Regions from separate parts of the Danio rerio genome. Here regions 1 and 2 are each linked to region 3. The links are chromatin contacts, called in public HiChIP or PLAC-seq maps. All regions are on one chromosome and are shown on one strand. Each heading gives the region's core, a stretch centred on a gene start, on an enhancer-like site or on the middle of the called end of the contact. The rest is flanking DNA. Distances are from core to core; before and after follow the strand shown.

Evidence for each region. HiChIP or PLAC-seq counts read pairs in DNA pulled down with a chosen protein or histone mark.
Region 1: a contact with region 3 is called in an H3K4me3 HiChIP or PLAC-seq map of gastrula embryo, with 3 times the contacts expected there. The contact joins the promoter of si:dkey-21c1.1 here to the promoter of zgc:112285 in region 3. A contact is called at or near these places in 1 of 18 Hi-C or Micro-C datasets (caudal fin) and 2 of 4 datasets of contacts at active chromatin or transcription factors (embryo and gastrula embryo).
Region 2: an H3K4me3 HiChIP or PLAC-seq map of gastrula embryo shows a contact between it and region 3, with 5 times the contacts expected there. The contact joins the promoter of tbcc here to the promoter of zgc:112285 in region 3. A contact is called at or near these places in 4 of 18 Hi-C or Micro-C datasets (caudal fin, embryo, hematopoietic stem cells and 1 more) and 3 of 4 datasets of contacts at active chromatin or transcription factors (caudal fin, embryo and gastrula embryo).

What each region holds. Positions count from the first base shown.
Region 1 is chr12:36,759,952-36,762,786 of GRCz12tu, forward strand. si:dkey-21c1.1 reads right to left here and starts at 1,329. Exons shown (of 4, transcript NM_001328019.1): 1 at 1,214-1,329; 2 at 575-707; 3 at 72-183. The coding sequence starts at 606. si:dkey-21c1.4 reads left to right here and starts at 182. Exons shown (of 5, transcript XM_021480389.3): 1 at 182-837.
Region 2 is chr12:36,800,231-36,802,968 of GRCz12tu, forward strand. tbcc (tubulin folding cofactor C) reads left to right here and starts at 1,459. Exons shown (of 1, transcript NM_001256248.1): 1 at 1,459-2,710. The coding sequence starts at 1,511. The coding sequence ends at 2,563.
Region 3 is chr12:36,963,187-36,965,886 of GRCz12tu, forward strand. It overlaps zgc:112285, which reads right to left and starts at 1,405. Exons shown (of 6, transcript NM_001025514.1): 1 at 1,269-1,405; 2 at 917-1,026; 3 at 740-834; 4 at 343-623; 5 at 1-58. The coding sequence starts at 1,389. All of the region lies in intron 1 of syt15 (synaptotagmin XV), which reads left to right.

The DNA.
Region 1 (2,835 bases), core at 79-2,578, 200 kb before region 3:
CTTTTGACATTTTAAAATGAGCCTGATCTTGAATGAAAGCAGCATTTAAACCAAGTGTTTTGTCTTCTTACCTCAGAGTCCCAGACATCATGGCCAACCTCGGGGAGAAAGGAATAACCTCCAGACCTCTTTGGCTGGGGCAGGACCTGCAGCTCCTCGGCATCACAGCCTCGTCTGCGTTTTCTGTTGACAAAGACCATCACCTTTGAGTGTGTTCATTCGGCATGCAACGTCCAGACACATATCTTGCCATTTCTCAAGAAATGGTGGCACTGCAGACTTGATTGCAACCATTAGTCATCAATACGTCCACTGCAGGATTATGACTCAGATTTAGGAATTAAAAAAATACCATCAAGAGGAGAGCTGATACTGCTGGATAACAGCACAGACTCATTTAACCAATATAGCAGCTAGTCAAGAGGATCAGCCTGCTAAAGGAACACCTAAAAATAACCGGCAGGCAATGAAGTACTATGCTAAATCTGCATGCACTGACAATAACATGCCACATGGATGCCTATTGCATATCTGTTACATAAATGCAACATACGTGCATACACAATAATGTTACCTGCTTTCTGTCAGCATGTCGGATCTGTGCATTTGACAGCCAAATAAGGGCGCACACACAGCACCACTCCGTCTCAATGACCAGAACACCGGCTTCCTTCCAGCAAAATGAAGGGATTTGCCAAGGTTTTCCCCTAATGATGAGCGAATGACAAATATAATTCAGTGTGAGGAGCTGCAGACACGCTTGCATTGCAGTGCAGGTATGCAGAAAGCGTAATATTAACGTCTATCAATTCAGGCCTTCAAACATCATCAGGTAAGGTAAATATGTATTCGTAAAACACACTAATATGTTATAGTCATACTAGAACAGTGATCTGTATAGCATAGTAACGATAGTGAAACCGAACGAAATGGCAACCATATTATCGGTGTTATATTAATGTGAACGACATGTAATTCTTTGTGACAGGAGTCAAAAGGGCACATTTACACAAGCCCCAGTGTGATAATAATGTTGCCATGCAAAAACAGTGCGTTGAAAATGTCAAGCAGAAAGGCAGATAGCACAATGCTATGTGTGTAGTTCACTTTACTTCCTCCTAGCGATCAACTGTTCATACTACAGAACATGCGAAGTGATTTAACGGAATAAATGGGGTTTGTGAAGAGACTAAGGGTTTGTGGTGTACTCTACCTCTGTCTGTTCACAGATGGAGCTTGAGTTCAGGCATTTTCTGAAGTTACAGCGTCTCCATCTCGCCGGATCTCATTCTCTCTCTCTCTTTCTCGCTCACTCGCTCTTCCATCTGTTGCTGTCATAATGACGTAACGTGCGTGGCGTTGCGTGAGGAGTGGCGTACATTCGCACGTAGCGTTTTATTTTTAATCTTCTGACTGAGTTGTTAATCAACAACATCCTTGTGCGTGGTAGATTTCTACATACACAAATCTAAATATTTTAAGGGACATTTTTTTGCATTTTAAAATGAAATTCATTCTTATATGAAAGCCTTGAAGGTAACGTTAATGAAAACAAAAGTGCGATTAAACTTCTGACTTTTATATAAAAATATAAACTAAATGAAAATAACATTGCTCCCTTTATTGTACTATTTTTGTATTTAATTATTTAATTTTACTATCAGTTTAGCTGTCTTTGCCATGCGCTTCGTGCTTCGTCTGACAAATCGCAATACTGTTATGTCTTTTTTTATTTTTCATTCTTTGATAACCCGTTTTAACTAATTTAAATCTGTTTTAATCATTTTAATTACCTTAATCGTTTTTATCTTCTTGTTTTTTTTTTATTATTGTTTCTGTAAAGCACTTTGAATTGCCATTGTGTATGAAATGTGCTAGGCCTATATAAATAAACTTGCCTTGCGTTAAAAGTATTCCCGTTAAAAATAATATTGCATGGTAAAGTGATGGACATTTTAACCCTTAGAAAATGTAAATATTACAGTAACTTATTTTATTTTAAACACCTATTAAAGATACGAAAATGTTTGGTTACGAGGATATTTGGTCTCTGTTACATGTGAAAATTCAGTAAAAAATCCTTAACCGTAATATCCTGAGCTGGACAAATATATTTTTCTTATGATTCAATTAGGCTACTCTTTTATCTAAAATTATAAAAATCTTGGAAAATTAAAAAAAAATATTAGGGACAGTTACTGCTCTGAAATGGCAACGAATGTTATGACCCTTATCTTTATGTAATATTATTTATATATAATATAGTTATTCATATATAATATAACTGAATATGATTATTATTATATAGTTGCTTTTTTGCACCTGTTTTTTATTGTTATGCAAAGATGTACTAATGATGGCAAGTTGTTGTACATTACTGTATTATCAATAAAAAAATCTTTATACTTTTACATTAAATAATATATTTAAGGTCATTTGGATTATACAAATTATTCCGTAATTTCTGATTGTAAATTGTTTTCAGGTTTGACATCAATATAGAGCCCATCCCAATGAGTCACTGAGAAAATTTTATTTCCAGAACTTTGATGGGCCGTAGCCAGCCTAATAAAAGTGGTGTTCTCAAAAAGTGGACCTTTGTACAGTTATTTGCCTCATTTTCTATTTAATTATCAGGTTAAAATACTGCATAGTGACATTTTAAGCACTATTTTTAGCTGGATTTGCTTGCCGGATGGTTATCATTAAACTTTTTGATGTAACAAAAATATTTCCTTCATTTTTGTCAAAGTGCTTACCGTTTTATGTTCACAGAAATGTATATTTATTTACAAATGCCTAAGCTGGTTGGCTGGTTTTATCTGGTCCACCAAC
Region 2 (2,738 bases), core at 209-2,708, 160 kb before region 3:
GATCGTTATGATAACATAAAATATGCCTTCAGTGATTTCCTGAAGATAAATACCAAAAAATAACGCAACTGTAATAACCATAGCAGTCGCAATTGTCTGATCTCTTATGAAGCATGAGATTGCGATGACATATGATGACGTGTGCAGGTGCACTAGTAGTGCTGTCCCAATTCTTAGGGGTAAATTTTGAAGCCCTTTTCCTTAACCCTCGGTTGTAAGGGCCAAGGGGAAGGGGTAGGGGTATAAAAACAGAATTCGGATTGGGCCTTAATTAAAAGACAGTGACATGGACAACAAAAATGTATAAAAATTGTGCTATATTGTATTTTTTCATGTCCTTATAATACTCACAATGACCATATACCAAAAATACAGAATTTTACTGGTAATGGATTTCAAGATAGAAATAATAATAATAAATCCTAACCAGGCGACACAGTGGTTAGCACTGTTGCCTCAAAGCAAGAAGGTTGCTGGTTTGAGTCCCAGCTGGGTTAGTTGGCATTTCTGTGTGAAGCTTGCATGTTCTCCCCATGTTGGCTTGGGTTATATATATATATATATATATATATATATATATATATATATATATATATATATATATATATATATATATATATATATATATATATATATATATATATATATATATATATATTTATTTATTTATTTATTTATTTATTTATTTATTTTTAAACATCAGTTCTATTCATACACGACACTGTAAAAAAAATATGCACTAATCTTAAAATATTTTTATTTTCTAATAACAAAGGCTTGTATTTATATGAATATACTACGAATATACAGTTGAAGTTAGAAATATCAGCCCTCCTGTTTATTTTTTGCCCAATTTCTGTTTATTAGAGAGCAGATTTTATCAACACATTTCTAAACATAATAGTTTTAATAACTCATTTCTAATAGCTGATTTATTTTTACAGTAAATAATATTTGAATAGATATTTTTCAAGACACTTCTATACAGCTTTAAGTGGCATTTAAAGGCTTAACTAGGTTAATTAGGATAGCTTGGCAGATTAGGGTAATTAGGCAAGTTATTGTGTAACCATGGTTTGTTCTGTAGACTATCGAAAAAATATATAGCTTAAAGGGACTAATATTGACCTTAAAATGGCTTTAAATTTTTTAAAATTAAAATCTGCTTTTATTCTAGCCGAAATAAAACAAATAAAAACTAAAAGTCTTTCTCCAGAAGAAAAAATATTATCAGACATACTGTGGAAATTTCCTTGCTCCGTTAAACATCATTTGGGAAATATTTAAAAAAGAAATTCAAAGGGGGGCTAATAATTATGACTTCAACTGTACATCTCAAATACATATATTTATTAAACGAATAAGCAAAACCATGAATGATGTATTTAAAGCGCCAGTAGGAGTCTCCGTTACTAACAGAACTGATTCCTAATCCAATCATCGATAAGCACACTCAGACGAATCATCACATGACCAGCGTGCGTTTACCACGCCCGCTTTGAGAATCATCATGGCTGCGTTGGGAGTTGAAATGAATGTGGCGCAGGATGATGGAGAAACAAACACAGCTGTCAAAGTTCCCGAAAGCGTCTTGCGAAGAGATCAAGCGAGGCTGGAAGAGGCGGAGCGCCGGAGAGACGTCAAGCAAAGCCAGACCGTAACGGAAGAAAAGAGTGACTTCTTTACATCCACTTTCAACGCCGAGAAAACACAACTCGAGGAGATGATATCCAGCTGTAACGACCGCGAAAAAGCCGCAAAAACACTGGAGGAGGCAACTGTGAAGTTTCAACAGCTCCAGAAGTTCCTCAATGACAGTGTGAGGTTTCTAACCCAATATGAAATACGACAAGCACAGGAATCCCTGCAGAAACTCCAAAGCTCCATTACTGACAAAAGAGAGGAGATTCTGCCTAAAAAGAAGTTCGCTTTTAGATCCAGAAACACGAGTAAGCAGCAGCAGCCTACACCCATTCAGCAACAAACAGCAGACAAGCCTGCGCCAGGTTCAGTTGGCACTGTAGTGGTGGATGCTGCAGATCAATGCGGCTTCTCCAATGTTGACAATCAAGTCCTAGTCAGGCAAGCTGAGGAGATCCAGCAGCGAGATGTTTTGCTGTCTCACCTGACCCACTGTAAAGTCAGACTTTATGGCTGTCCGAGCACCTTGCACATCAAAAACATCCGCAGCTGTGAGATCATGTGTGGGCCGGTGTCCAGCTCTGTGTTTGTGGACCAGTGCACTGACAGCACTTTAGTGTTCCCTTGTCAGCAGCTGCGCACCCATAACACCACTGCCACTCGGGTATATCTGCATGTGACCAGCCGGGCTATTATAGAGGACTGTCAAGGGGTCAGCTTTGCCCCATTCACATGGACCTATCCAGGCATTCTTGATCATTTCAAAGTAGCCGGACTGAGTCCTGATAGGAATAACTGGACAGAGGTGGATGATTTTAATTGGCTCGCTGCTGGGACACCATCACCCAACTGGACTGTCATTCCTGAATCTGAGAGAATATGTAGTTGGGATTTTGTGGGAACGGCAGCTGAGCAGTCATGATGGGATTGTGTTGTCGTGCGATGGGTTAATGCACTAATATTGAGATGCTGTAAACAAAGAATGTTTAGGAGGTCCTCATTTACAATGATCATAAATTAACCAGAGGCTGTATATTAATATAATAAATCCAAATACTGATTTGATCACATTTGTTTATTTGTTGTTTTCTTGTCTG
Region 3 (2,700 bases), core at 155-2,654:
ATGATTGGAAGCCTAGCTTGGTTCAGTGCTTCAGCAAGTGACACATTTTCTTTTCCACCTAAAAGTTGACAAAAGAAGAGATGCTAAACCCAAGTTCTGGATAATTGGATCATCCCCCTTGGTAAACTCAATAAACATTCAAAATGTTAATTATTTTGCCTCCCGGGCTTAAAATAAACCAGGTTTATATGTAGATGGAATGGGTGTTACCACACAATTACTACACCTCATCTTTGATTCAACATCTAAACCAATAAGTGTTTTTTCTTGATCTTAAAGCATCCATCTTTTATATATGAGACGATGCAACTTAAGGTCAAAGGTTTAAGTTGTCGTTTGTACCTCGTGTGTCCCCCCAGCCCGTCACCCAGCAGTAGTGCCCTGGATTAAGGTTGATCTGCTTGCGCGGCAGGCAGGCATAGCGAATGAAGTTGCTTGGCTGGATGTCCGTGGCAGCTTTAACCAATGCAATATCGTAGTCCAGTTCACTGTGAGCTGGATAACGGAAGTGCTCATGCCTGTAGATCCTCTTCACTGGAAAGAATCGTTCTGCGGTCTCTGATCTTTTTAGCTGATGCTTACCCAAAACAATACGCCAGCTACTAGCATCCTCTGCCTTTCCCCTGGACACAAAGAGAGTGTCACACACTGGTTAGGACATTGAAGGGGGAAGACATCTAGGAACAATGCCCTACGTGACTTCAATCAACGTTCGTGATCAATTAAGGATTTGCCTTACTTCTGGAAGCAGTGAGCAGCAGTCAGAACCCAATTCTTATGGATCAGAGTCCCTCCACACACATGAACATAATGTTTGCTGCCTCTGGGACGAACCTACAGAAATAGAAACGAGCGTCAGAGACTTCCTCTTTTGGTAGACATTGAGTAATTCTGTGTCATTCCAAGTTCAATTTACCTGCAGTGAGACCTGCCACGGCCAGGAGTGAGGTCTTGCTTCGTTGCCTGACACAATACGCTCCACTGTGTTTGGTTTGAAATGAGCCAGGCCACAGTCCTTCGGCCAGTCTAAGGACAGAACAACACTTGAGTCAATGTCAGTTAAAGTGCCACAAAGACGACAAACACCAGGTAGACAGGATTTATGAGGAAGCAAATGAAAGGTGTTGTACCAGGAGAGGAAAGAAGGAAAGGAAATCCATATTTGGATCTTTGAGAAAGACATAGAAATAAGTATAAAGTCATTTTTTTTTCTTAAGTTGAAATGCACTTGAAAGATGTCAGTGGTCAGTTTTCATTTAATTTCTCACCGAGGTGGAGGATTTTGTGCTGTTGAAGGCGACTGGGGTTGAATGCATGGGTGGAGGCTCTGTCCAGTACCAGACCCAGAAGCAATAGCAACAGTGCGAAAAAAAGGCTCCGTACTGCCATGATCTACAGTAAACTGTGCGCTGTGCTGTGGCGATTACCCATTTATACTGTGCCTACTACAGGCACTATCCTTTGTGCACTCCACTCCCCTGTCTTTGGGACAAAGCACTTTGACAAAACCCCTCCCAATCCTGGATTGTTCTGGTGTGGTGGCCGAGGGGTTTTCAGAACAAGCTGGCCCCAGGGAATCATGGGAGTCCCATCAGCACTTTCATCCCTTGCCTCTGTGCAAAACAACTCGCCCAGAATAGATTGCCAGTAGCCTCCTTACAGTCACACCATGCTGTTTGGATGATGAAAGGGACAGACCTTCATGAGACCTTCATCTGTCTTCCATTCAAACCCTTGGAAGTTTGACCAGGGTAAAGCCCTGATAAATAATTAACAAGGTTATGACTGATCCTTGTGTCGTTTATATATTAATTTCATTAAAGATTAGTAGAACCTGTTCTTAGTAAGCACTCATTTATGCAAAGTGACTTACAGTCTGCTCATTACAGAAACAATCTTCTTGGAGCAACCTGCATTAAGGGCCTTGCTCAAGGGCATAAGGATGATTGTTCATAGCCAAAAACTTACTTTTTAAGAGGACCTTATGTCACTGCTTAATTTCCATAAGAGATGTTATAGTTCAGGGGTGTCCAAACTCGGTCCTGGAGTGCCGGTGTCCTACATGTTTTAGTTCCAGCTCCAATTAAACGCACCTGAGACAGCGAATCAAGCTCTTTCTAGATACACTAGGAACTTCCACACTGGTGTGTTAAAAGAAGTTGGAGCTAAACTATGCAGGACAAGTTTGGACACCCCTGTTATAGTATGTCTCATTGCTTTAGCTAAACTTCTCAAGGACATAAGGTTTGTACAGTATAGTCTTTTTGTTACCAGCAGAGGGCATAAGAACTAGAACAGCAAGATTAAACAGGGTGAAACCAACTGAGTTTTAAAAGTTGTTTGCTCTTGTGGAGCAGTTTTGAAGCCAGGAGATGCTGAGATAATTACTATGTGCGTGTGACTATTTTTTAGGCTGAATGGAGTTTTATTATGCTTGCTCATGATGTGTCACCTGTTGTATTTAATCCAAACGTGAAATACAGTACAAGGAAAAACAAAACAGAAAGGAGCACCTGCTCAGGGATAGTCAATACTAGGGAATGTGCCTGCTCATCCAATTAGTCAAAGTTACAATGAAAGGGCCATGGAAATGTCCAGGGCAGTTGAACTAAAACACGGTTCACCAAGTTTAGTTGGACCTCCTCACATGTTTTTGCTCTCTTTGTCTACGTCCTTCGAAAACAAACAGAGATTGCAATG